3 separate regions of the Mus musculus genome follow, and all the other regions are linked to region 3. Evidence: chromatin contacts called from public promoter capture Hi-C data. All regions are on one chromosome and are shown on one strand. The core of a region is the stretch at or near the end of the contact, and the rest is flanking DNA. Distances in the headings are between cores, read along the strand shown. Region 1 has its middle 25 kb from the start of Gm24335. Region 2 has its middle 52 kb from the start of Gm30471. Region 3 holds the start of Ido1 (indoleamine 2,3-dioxygenase 1).

Region 1 (3,546 bases), core at 934-3,433, 1.3 Mb after region 3:
GGAATCTGCTCACATCCTGCATTTCCACTGACCTCAACTCTAAGTGCCTTTCTCTTGAAGAACTCCAAAAACCATAACATCACTCCCTACACCTAATTGTCTACATAGCATCCAAAGAAAAATCTCTTAAGACGTAAACGGAGTCATGCAACACTGAAGGCTGCTCGTTATAGAGAGTAAGAGCCAGGATGGCTGAAATGATCTATGGGTATGCAGAAGCGGGTAAGGACCAGATTTCCTGGGTAAAAACAGCCATGGCTCAGGCCCCAAGGAAGGAGTATGTTTAAGGCCCTCTGCTTCTGACTTCTTTTCCTACCACTCATTTGAGGTTGAATAATGTCTCCCGAATTCATGTCCACCCAGAGAGCCTTAAAGAATGGCCTGGCTTTGGAAAAAAAAAAGAGCATATATAATTACCTAGAATCAAAGACGGTGTTGAGAGCGTGCTGAATCAATGTGGCTTGCAAATCTAACGAGTCTTCTAAACTAGAAACAAGGCCCCACTGAGAGTACACAGAGTAAGCAGAAATAGGCAGATACCTTCTTCTGGAATTCTGAAGGCCCTATTTGCTAGAAGAGATAACTGGAGGACTCTTCCCCAGAGTCTTAAGGAGGACGGGGTGGCCTTGTGACACTTTGATTCCAGATTTCTAACTGCCACAGCTGATAGCCCCATACATGTCAGCCCTCTTAAGTCATGAGGTTCATTTGCGACAGCAGCCCTGAGAAAGCCGTATGGACACAGACACCTTCTACATTTGTCTTCAGGCTCTTGGGTCTCCTCATACAAGGTATGGAATAGATCTAGGATTGTATTACAGTATCAGGAGGCCTGATCCAAGAACCTGTGTGATTTTCTCCAAATCCCTTGACCTATTTGAGTCTCACATGTTTCCTGTATTAAGTAACAAGGTGAACTGTATTTTTCCTGTAGTTCTGAGAGCCAGAATTCCCCTAATTAATGATGTAGCCTAGAATCGGTACCATGAAAACAATCACCACCAGATGATCACACATTTCCGGAGCTAGGGGACCTGCCTGATGTGAGTGCAAGGGGACAATGCTCTGCTCCTCCGGCATGTGGATGTCACAGGAAAGCTGCTGGAGGTGGACAGTCCCTGGAAGGAAACCCATTCCACATTGACTTTACAAAACAATCCTGTATACCCGCTCACTGTTCCCAGCCAACGAGAGAAACACCGCATCAACATCTCTACATGGGACAGGGTGTTAGCTCAACGAACCACTCATACACACACATAGATGTGATCTATTCAGCGGCAGGCTGGTCATGCCACCTTGCTTTTGCAGAAGCAAGTCCTCCAATCTGGACTCTATTCCAGACTTCCTTTCACTTCATAAACATTTACCCTCCCCACCCCCCACCCCCAAACGTGCTGCCGACAGCCGTCCATGTGTCCCAACGGCTTGTCCTCCGTGCTCGGCGTTAGCATTCTAAACCTGGAAAAGATCTCAGGCCCTAACCTTGTTGGCTTTGTGCGAAGAAAGCACCAATGCCCACCCTGCTGAAGTTATCTGTGAGATACAATGAAAGTGATTGGAAAAAGTCCCACCTCCATTTCCAGGAACTCTCTGCCGTTTTCCCTGGAGAGAGGCACGTCTGACGTCTTGGCTGAAGACCCATTCATTCCTCTGTCTCATGAACGGAAAAACTGCCTGAGCTACCTTGTGTCTTCTAGACCACAGAAATTAAGTTTACAAGATTCCTTTCTCTATTCTATTCCCACCCCCCTTTAGAAAAACAGTGCAACAATCATTTTCAATCTGATCCAAGACCACAGGATTGTTTCCAATTCCCCGCACCGGTATCTCCTTCACTCCCGGGAGACCGTGGAATGTTCTCATGCTTCCCTCACGGGCTCATCATTCTAAGTTCCACGGGGTCCTCTTTGACAGGCTGGCAATTACGGCTCCCTGCAAGCTTCCAAGTTGACTGTAAAGGCCTCGGGGTCTCAAACACCCAGAAAACAGACTTTTTATGTTTTTATAAACTATAAAATTGTAATTGGATCAAACTTTGCATTCAAAGGCACATTCTTTGGGAATATTTTATATGCACATAAAACAGAGAAAATGTTAACATTATGATCTTAACTGTCTGCACATTGGAACGAGCTAAAAGTCAGGGAAATGCGGTCCATCTGGGCTCAGCTTTGAAACTAAATTATTTTGAGAGCACAACAGATGCCTCAGGGAAGTTTGACACGGCCCTCTCCAGCTCCTGTTATCTGGCGACTTGAAGTGGGGTTGAGGAGAGGGGGAAATGGTCTCATGGGGGGTGGGGAGGTGGAAAGGGTGGGGTCACTTCTTTTAAACCTTCCTTTCTCAAAACTGTGGTGTGGCTAACCCAGGAGCCTTAGCTGGAATGCCAATCCCTCCACAAGCTGGGCAAAACCGGGTTGGGCATGTGGTCTCAATGGCCAGGCTCTGGCTTCAGGTGCCTGGGGAGGCGTGAGGATCCTTTGAGATCCCCTCAGGCTTCATCCAATCATGTGGAGAAGGGAAACCCAGAAGTTTCTATAGCCTGTAAGCTTGTTTGTTCAAGCCTGTGCATCAGGTCTTTTTTAGCCTTGGTTGTGGAGTGCTAGAGCCTGCTGACTTCAGCTTGGATTGGTGTCTTGACAGGGGGAGGAGAAAACAGAGTAAAAGGTAAAATTTCCTTCCCTTGGAACTGGCCATGCTGCTCAGCTCCTTCGTTCTCCTGGCTAGCAGCAGTCTATTGCTCTTTAATGATCACATTTGCAAAGTGATCCCTGGTACACCGAGGGATTGAAGATCTGTAAAAGGGACAGTGAATAAAAGCTGGCCTCCTTGAAAGCAGAGGAGACACAAAGACCTTTTCCATGGGATACAGAAGGTCTGGGACAGGTTTAGGCCAAGTGCAAGATGTTCCCTTTAAGAATAAAAAAATGTGCTCTCAGAATGTGCTAATCAGGGAGGATTAGACAACACTAAAGACTTGTCCTGGAAATTTTACCATTTATCCTCCCAAAAATCTTACAGGAACATTTGTTTAAAAATTTTTTATTTTGGGTTGAAGAGATGGCTCAGGGGTTAAGAGCTCTGGCTGCTCTTCCAGAGGTTTTGAGTTCAATTCCCAGCAACCACGTGGTGGCTCACAACCATTTATAATGGGATCCAGTGCCCTCTTCTGATGTGTCTGAAGACAGCTACAGTGTACTTATATATAATAAGTAAATAAATCTTTTAAAAATATTTATTTTGGGGGCTGGAGATATGGCTCAGCAGTTAAGAGCACTGACTGCTCTTCCAGAGGTCCTGGGTTCAATTCCCAGCAACTACATGGTGGCTCACAACCATCTGTAATGGGTATCTGATGCCCTCTTCTGGTATGTCTGAAGACAGCTACAGTGTACTCACATACACGAGATAAATAAATAAATCTTTTTTAAAAATTTATTTTTATTTTATGTGTTTGAATGTTTGGCATGCATATATATGCCATACCACACGTGTGCCTGGTACCCATGGTATCTAGAAGAGGAAACTGGAGTTATAGGTGGG
Region 2 (3,726 bases), core at 710-3,209, 1.0 Mb after region 3:
GACGTTTCTGAGAGGTACAGGAGGCGGTTCTGGAACTCTGACCTCATGTGACAAGAAAGGGGCCCAGAGTGTGGTTGTATCCAAGAGCACAGGATTGATCCCTGGCAAACGGCTCGAGGCCCGAGGGCTAGATGCAGAAGTCAGAGTCTGAGGGAGACCTGCCCACCCCCATCCCACCATGTTTCTTCTTTGCAAAGTGGGTAGAAGTTTAGTGCTATGAGGTACTTGTTTGTGTGTGTGTTTGTTTGTTCTTTAAGTGTGCAGAAAGCAAGGAGATGGTTTGCTAGGCAAAAGTCTGGTGGTTGCTGATCTATTTGCCCTCTGAAGTGGGTCTGGTCTGCACCGTGCATGTTTTTCACCAGCCCAAGACCCCTGCCTGGGTAGCAGAAGAGGCCATTGAGCCTGCAAGAGTCACCTTGCAGCCCCCACTAGTAGCGCCTCAAGAGCCAGTAAAAATGGATACTTTAAGATGATACCGGCTTCCTCTATGAACTCCCCAGTACTCGTTTCCCTGGATATAGCTTTTCCAGCAACAGATATAGATGCCAGGGAATGAACTTTGAATACTCGGGTCCAGCCAGCACTTTGAGGAAAGGTGGCATTCTTTAGTATTATTCTGCAGAAATCGTTTTTTAGGGAAAGCCTACAGCAAGCAACATTTGGCTGTTTGATTACTAAGTCAGCTGTGAGCAAGAGGCCCATGTCCCACCCGGAGTCCAAGCCAGCTGTTCTGTTGGTTGCCTCTGCCATGTAGGACTTGGGCAGGGGTGGGGCGGTCCTGAAAATGCTGTCAGCTTCCAGGCAAGGTTCCTCCCCAGCTGCATCTTGCATCTGCCTCCCTTTGGGTGCTTGACTGTGAGTCACTTAGTGACACCTGCTTTCTGCTTGGAGAGACCACGGTGGCCTTCTGAGTCACACAGCTCAAAGTTCAGCAACAGCACTGTGCCTGCCAGGCTCCCTCCAGCGATGGATCACGACCAGGTGATTAGATGCTGGGGGGCGACCAGGGAATGAGAGTGAGGGTCCCAGAATCCCTAGTATGGAGAAGTCTTCCTCCATTGTCTAGTTCTGTGTCATCTCCATACCTGGAGTTGGGTTTATGTACAGAGATTTTTCTTTTCTAGAGTGATTATCTCATTTTTATTCATGTGTGCACATGGTTGTTTGGTTTTGTTAAGCCAATTTTTAAGAACAGTTCTCAGCACCTAAGAGGGGAAGTAGCCAGCCACAAGACTGGGGGAAGCCTCCCCAGTTCCTGAAGGAAGCAGGAGCTTGCGGGTCTGAGTGGGGAGAATCATTCCCCTGCCATTTTAAAGGGAGCGGCAAGAGAAAGCATTGCCTCCCACCAGGACAAATTACCTGAAACAGATACTGAGATCGTATCCACACCACAGTGAAAGAAAGAACTGCATCAAGGGGCGCTGCAGCTGTGGCTATCCACCCAATTGTTCTCCTTATCTCTCCCTCCCATACCCCTCTCTAACTATTCCGATTGATCCATTATGCGCACCCATTGAAATAGTGAAAGCTTTATTTGTTTTGATTTCTTTTTCTAAATTAAAAAAAGAAACTGTAATAAACAAACCTGACCAGTATGTCTGAGCACATATCCCCTCTGACATATTAACAGAGCCAAGTCAACATAAATGACATTTGGCAAGGATTGCTGTGAAACCCTGCTTAAGGCTGCGATGGCCGCGGAAGAGCGCATTTCCCGGGGAAGGTCTGCCACCGTGTGGAAGAGACTGGTGTTGCAGCTGTCTGTCCAAAAATCCCACAGCCCTTTGGGGGACTTCTTCACTAAGGACAAAGGGATTTTCTGAGCCAAAGCCCAGAGGTTAAAGCATAGCATGAAACGCCTCATAATTATTCTCAGCAAGAAGCCAATCCAGTCCCGCTCTCAATCATCTTGGAGCAGCAAGAGATATCAGCAATTAGCACTGATTTGGCTTAAAATGCCGGTCTCAGGCTCATTCCCTCTGAACTAGATAGCGTCTCTCCAGGAAAGACCCATCTACTAGAAGTAAGAAAGTTAATACTCACCTCGAGATATTTTATTTTTCTTTTTTTATTCATTAAAAGATAGCAAGAAAGGGGCAGGTTGGCTGGATTTTTTTTGTCATTACTTGCTTTGGGTATTTTCATGGCTAATAGACCACGGCTGTAATATCTACTTAGGTCCCCTTCTCAATGTACCTGGGGTAGTCAAGTTTGAGAGAGACATTCCTCCCACTGCAGCCATCAATCAGCTCCTTTGAGTCATTCAAATAATCCTATGGACAGAGTCTGCCTAAGAGGTTTGAGACCGGCCAAACACGATGGTCATACAAGACAGCAGAACCCTCCATCCTGGTGGGAAGGGTCTGCTAGTGACAAGGGGGGAATGTTTTAGCCAGAGCCCAGATGGAATGGGTGGCTTATCCACTTCGGAGATAGTACCAGTTCTCCCACACTACAAGGAGCCAGAGTAACAGTTCTAACCTGCCTCAGTAAAGCTGAATTGAAGGAGCTATGACCTTCTTCCTCGTCTCTCCAAGTGCCATGAATTTCCTTTCCCACTACTTAGGCCACCAGAATGAGCGTTCTCTCAACACTTGTCTGTCTCCCTAGTTGGAGTTCCCAGAAGGCTGGAATTGTTCCTTTGTATCTGCGGCCAGGATGGAGCTTGAGGCCAGACAGGGTAGAATACTTGTGGAGGAAGACAGAGAGAAGAGGGAGGTGGGACTTGAGTTAGTAGCCCTTGATGGGTGTTGGTAGGTCCTTAGGTGACAAGCTTTGTAAGTGCCTGTACCTCAGGCCCACATGCAAACAGTCCACTCCATACTATTCAAGGTCACCACTTACAGGTCCCCTCGGCAATCAGCAAGGACTAACACAAGTTATCTTCTCTGCCCTGATCTGTGCTGGCATTAGGTTAGGATGTGGCTCTGGGCTTTTGAATTTCCAACATCACTTCTGTAAAAATTCCAACCTGTACAACCGAAGTTAAAATAGGATATGCCACATACTTCATTTAATCCGCTCTTGTGTGAGGGTCAAGTTTTTCCTTCCTGGTTTTCTTCATGTAAAAACAAAAGGTGCCATTGGTAGGATGCATACCTGACACAAAGAAACAAATGCATGCCCAGGACTGTGTTCATCTCCCCGGGATTTTTGTGCAGAGGATAACAAAATTTATGCAACATTCACATCCTTCTTTGCCTGTTAGCAATATGGTCTGAATCTGACTCACTGTAATTAAGAGCAATCTCTCTCCTTTCTATCCCTGTGGAGACAGGTCCTCTCCATCCTGGTCCAGTCAATCGGTCTCCTCTTGTTGTATGACTTTCCCTGGGGATTATGAACAAATCTCTATTCACCCTAGGTAGGACACCAAAGACAAACCAAAGAGAATGTCACCCAAGTCTAGCTTCCTGAACCAGTGAGTTTACTGGAGTTATTTACTGGAGTGTGGGTGAAAGGCTACTTACAGGATCATGATTATAAAAGCAGTTTCATCACCAGCATGACCCAGCATGAATGATAATCTGTGAAAGCTCTCTATACCACTTGCAGGAAGCTTGACTGTTCATAAAATATCTTCTTTCCAGCAATTGTTACTGCCTGTATATTTGTAGAGTGTGTGTATGTGTGTGCGTGTGTGGGTGTGTAGGTGTGTGGGTGGGTGTGGGTGTGGGTGTACATGTGAACAGACACATTTTGGGTGGTCTTATTAGTCTAGTAAAT
Region 3 (3,449 bases), core at 724-3,223:
GTTTCGATTTTCCCTGCCATTGTTTTTTATAAGGAGCACATATTCTTGGAAACCTGACTGTTCAAAGAAAAGCCATCATAAACTAACAATGTCAGAGCTGCTCTAGACCTGTTCCAGAGCCATGGTTCATTAATTTGCTTCAAGAGCTAATGGTCTGTTTGATAAGCCTGCACATTGTCTTTTAATGTGCTATACGATTTTTTTAACCCTTTCTGGTCATCAAAAGGGATGATGTGGTTTCTGGTTTGGTTCGGTATTTCACAAGAACAAGTCATGGCTCTACAGAGCGAGACACTTTCTTTTATATATATATAAAAATATATATATTTTATTACGTATTTTCCTCAATTACATTTCCAATGCTATCCCAACAGTCCCCCACACCCTCCCCCCCACTCCCCTACCCACCCATTACCACTTTTTGGCCCTGGCGTTCCCCTGTACTGGGGCATATAAAGTTTGCCTGTCCAATGGGCCTCTCTTTCCAGTGATGGCTGACTAGGCCATCTTTTGATACATATGCAGCTAAAGTCAAGAGCTCCGGGGTACTGGTTAGTTCATAATGTTGTTGCACCTACAGGGTTGCAGATCTCTTTAGCTCCTTGGATACTTTCTCTAGCTCATCCATTGGGAGCCCTGTGATCCATCCAATAGCTGACTGTGAGCATCCACTTATGTGTTTGCTAGGCCCCGGCCTAGTCTCACAAGAGACAGCTATATCAGGGTCCTTTCAGCAAATGCTTGCTAGTGTATGCAATGGTGTCATCGTTTGGAGACTAATTATGGGATGGATCCCTGGATATGGCAGTCTCTAGATGGTCCATCCTTTTGTCTCACCTCCAAACTTTGTCTCTGTAACTCCTTTTATGGGTGATTGTTTCCAATTCTAAGAAGGGGCAAAGTGTCCACACTTTGGTCTTCGTTCTTCTTCAGTTTCATGTGTTTTACAAATTGGCGAGGCACTTTCTTAAAATTAATTAATTAATTAATTAATTAATTAAAAACCCATACAAAACAAAACAACAACAAACCCAAAATCCATTTCATCAAAGTGGACATAAACTTAGGAGTTCTCTGTACACCTTTACCAGAGTCTCAATTTTGTATTGCAAGGAATGTTTTTAGTTATTTGACGCTGCTCTTTACTTTTGAACACATTAGAGAATCTCCAGGTGGGCAGGGCTGAGAGCTTGTCAGGAGTCGGTCCCTGGCAGCCAGATAGAGTAGGAAAGGTGGACCACCTTCCAAGATATGGCTTACAAATCATGTGAAGAAGTGAACCCTCCATTAGCCTTAGCACAGACAAGAACCTAGGGAAGAAAACTAGGGGGAAGGGTCTGGTGATGATCCCCCTCTGTGCTACTTCTGAGGCTGACTCTCCTGTGTGTCCCAGGTTGTGTTTCAGAGCTGGAGAGACAAAACACTGACATTTAAAACAGGACATAAGTTCCCTCGTGTGAAAGCCAATAACGGACAGCTATTGCTAGTTCGGCTGTCTTTATTTTAAACCCAAACTCTGAACGTTTTCTAAAGCAAAATGCATTCTCCTGGTCACCTGTCCTCATGGTTCTTGTCATGTGAGTTGGGCACTTTGTGGCTTGAACACCCAATCCTCCTGCTGGGGTAACAGGTGGCCACCCAAACCACTGATGGGGTGGTTTCCAGGGCCGAGGCCTGAGTGTGCACTCGGTCACCATAATTGGCACTGGGAAGCTGAGGCCATCAGAGCCAACAGTTGATGTCCTTATGGGATAAATCTGATAAGAAACACAAATGTTTAGTTTCTTCATATGACGAAGAGAGATCCTTTGTGGTTTGGTTGTTTATCAAATTGCAAATACATAAAACAGAAAATGAAACTGTCCCAGGTGGAAGCCACTTCTCCCCGAGTATTACGTGTCAGCTGTGGGGTTTGGCTAAACCCTATAAGAGATGCTGGGACATTCCTTCAGTGGCCAAGTGGGGGGTCAGTGGAGTAGACAGCAATGGCACTCAGTAAAATATCTCCTACAGAAGGTTCTAGAAGGATCCTTGAAGACCACCACATAGATGAAGATGTGGGCTTTGCTCTACCACATCCACTGGTAAGAAAAGTGAAAATCTGCTTTGTCCTCATTATTTATCTCGACAGATGAATTTCTAAGTAAGCAGCTCTGTCTCAGGTTCTCTTAAGCGAATGAGTGATGTCAAATTCAGAGCCCACTTACAAAAAGGGAGCCTGGCTGCTCTTCAGTGTTTCTTCTTCTTCTTCTTCCTCAAAATCCAGCCCTTACTTTCTTAACCTGGAAATGTGAAGTGGTGAGGGAAGGGGCACATGAGAAGTCTTTTTAGTTTCGTGAAGGAAACGGGCTCATAGAAGGGAAGCCAGTTTGTCACAATGACTTTTCCAGCACGGTGTCCTGAAACAGCAACATTCAAATGCCCAGAGCCATAGAAACATTTCTCTTCTGAACCTTATCAAATGGATCGATCTGTGCTCCTCACTGATTTCAGTATATGAGATGATAGATCAAGCAACTTTTGTTTCATACTAATAATGCTTGTGGTTTGCCAAGCATAATCCAAAGGAAGGTATGAACAACCTTGATTGTGCTTTTGTGCAAGTTTTGGAATCCAAGTGCGGTGCATGTGGGGGAAATGCCTCGTGTCTCAACCAGGTACAGTGGGAAACAACTATAGTTCCATCACCCAGGAGTCAGAGGCAGGGGCATAGCCTCAAATTCAAGGCCAGACAGTCTTAAATAAAACAAAAGCTGAGAACGCACTGAACAAACAAAAATTATGTCATTAAATTGGACTGCAAAAACGCCACGCATACCAATTTATCATTCACATCTTCATTATCAACACTTACGGAAAATAGCAAAGAAGCAAAATACTCGTTTAGAGGTGCCCCATGCTCACCTAGTCTCACTAAGACCCGAACAGAGTAAGTAGTCAGTCGCACGTTTTGAGCTCGGGTGACTCTAGGACCCAGACGCAAAGAGCCATGGAGCCAGGAAGGCACAGATCTAGGGGCAGTGGGCTAGAGACTGGGATCAGATATGGAAAACCAAGGCAGTTCCCGGGAAGGCGAGGCACGGGTACACTGCAGAATTAAGGGTAGCAGCGAGCCTGTATCAGCTCGCCCAGCCGGGAGCGATCTGAAGCATGCACCCCGCAGTGCTCACGAGGAGCATCCTGCGCAGCTCCCATCCAATCCAGTGGCTTGCTGCTTGGGGCGGGACTACAGTTTAGCATGCAGCCTCAGGCTCTCCCGTCTTTGGGCACCAAGCCTGATATCCTTGCTACAAGTGTCCTGGCGCCTGCATCTTTGGGTGCCCTGGCGTGCCTGGTTTTGAGGTTTTCGTGTATCCGGTCACGAATGTGGAACTGACCACCTCAGGGTTTAGCGCTGCAGTTCTCAACCTTCTTAATGCTGAAACCTTTTCTAAAGTTCCTCATGTTGT

Evidence for each region. Promoter capture Hi-C pulls out the DNA fragments that hold promoters and counts their contacts.
Region 1: a contact with region 3 is called in a promoter capture Hi-C map of hippocampal neurons, with 6 times the contacts expected there. The contact joins the enhancer-like site here to the promoter of Ido1 in region 3. A contact is called at or near these places in 13 of 39 promoter capture datasets (the 3T3-L1 cell line, 3T3-L1-derived adipocytes, the C10 cell line and 9 more) and 1 of 9 other capture datasets (liver).
Region 2: a promoter capture Hi-C map of hippocampal neurons shows a contact between it and region 3, with 15 times the contacts expected there. The contact joins the enhancer-like site here to the promoter of Ido1 in region 3. A contact is called at or near these places in 15 of 39 promoter capture datasets (the 3T3-L1 cell line, 3T3-L1-derived adipocytes, the C10 cell line and 9 more), 19 of 484 Hi-C or Micro-C datasets (the AML12 cell line, adipose-derived mesenchymal stem cells, brown adipocytes and 11 more), 1 of 115 datasets of contacts at active chromatin or transcription factors (bone marrow-derived macrophages) and 2 of 9 other capture datasets (adipose tissue and liver).

Annotation. Positions count from the first base shown.
Region 1 is chr8:23,313,103-23,316,648 of GRCm38.p6, reverse strand. No RefSeq gene overlaps it. Among named protein-coding and RNA genes, the nearest start is that of Gm24335, 25 kb to the right of the region's middle. Within about 2 kb of position 2,183, at least 9 of the 459 cell types and tissues checked have an H3K27ac peak or open chromatin away from gene starts, as enhancers often do. A contact at or near this core is called in hippocampal neurons, where this site is marked.
Region 2 is chr8:23,594,449-23,598,174 of GRCm38.p6, reverse strand. No RefSeq gene overlaps it. Among named protein-coding and RNA genes, the nearest start is that of Gm30471, 52 kb to the left of the region's middle. Within about 2 kb of position 1,959, at least 9 of the 459 cell types and tissues checked have an H3K27ac peak or open chromatin away from gene starts, as enhancers often do. A contact at or near this core is called in hippocampal neurons, where this site is marked.
Region 3 is chr8:24,595,476-24,598,924 of GRCm38.p6, reverse strand. Ido1 (indoleamine 2,3-dioxygenase 1) reads left to right here and starts at 1,973. Exons shown (of 10, transcript NM_008324.2): 1 at 1,973-2,084. The coding sequence starts at 1,986. It overlaps Gm51565 (a long non-coding RNA gene), which reads right to left and starts at 3,314. Exons shown (of 2, transcript XR_003947523.1): 1 at 2,905-3,314; 2 at 1,481-2,282.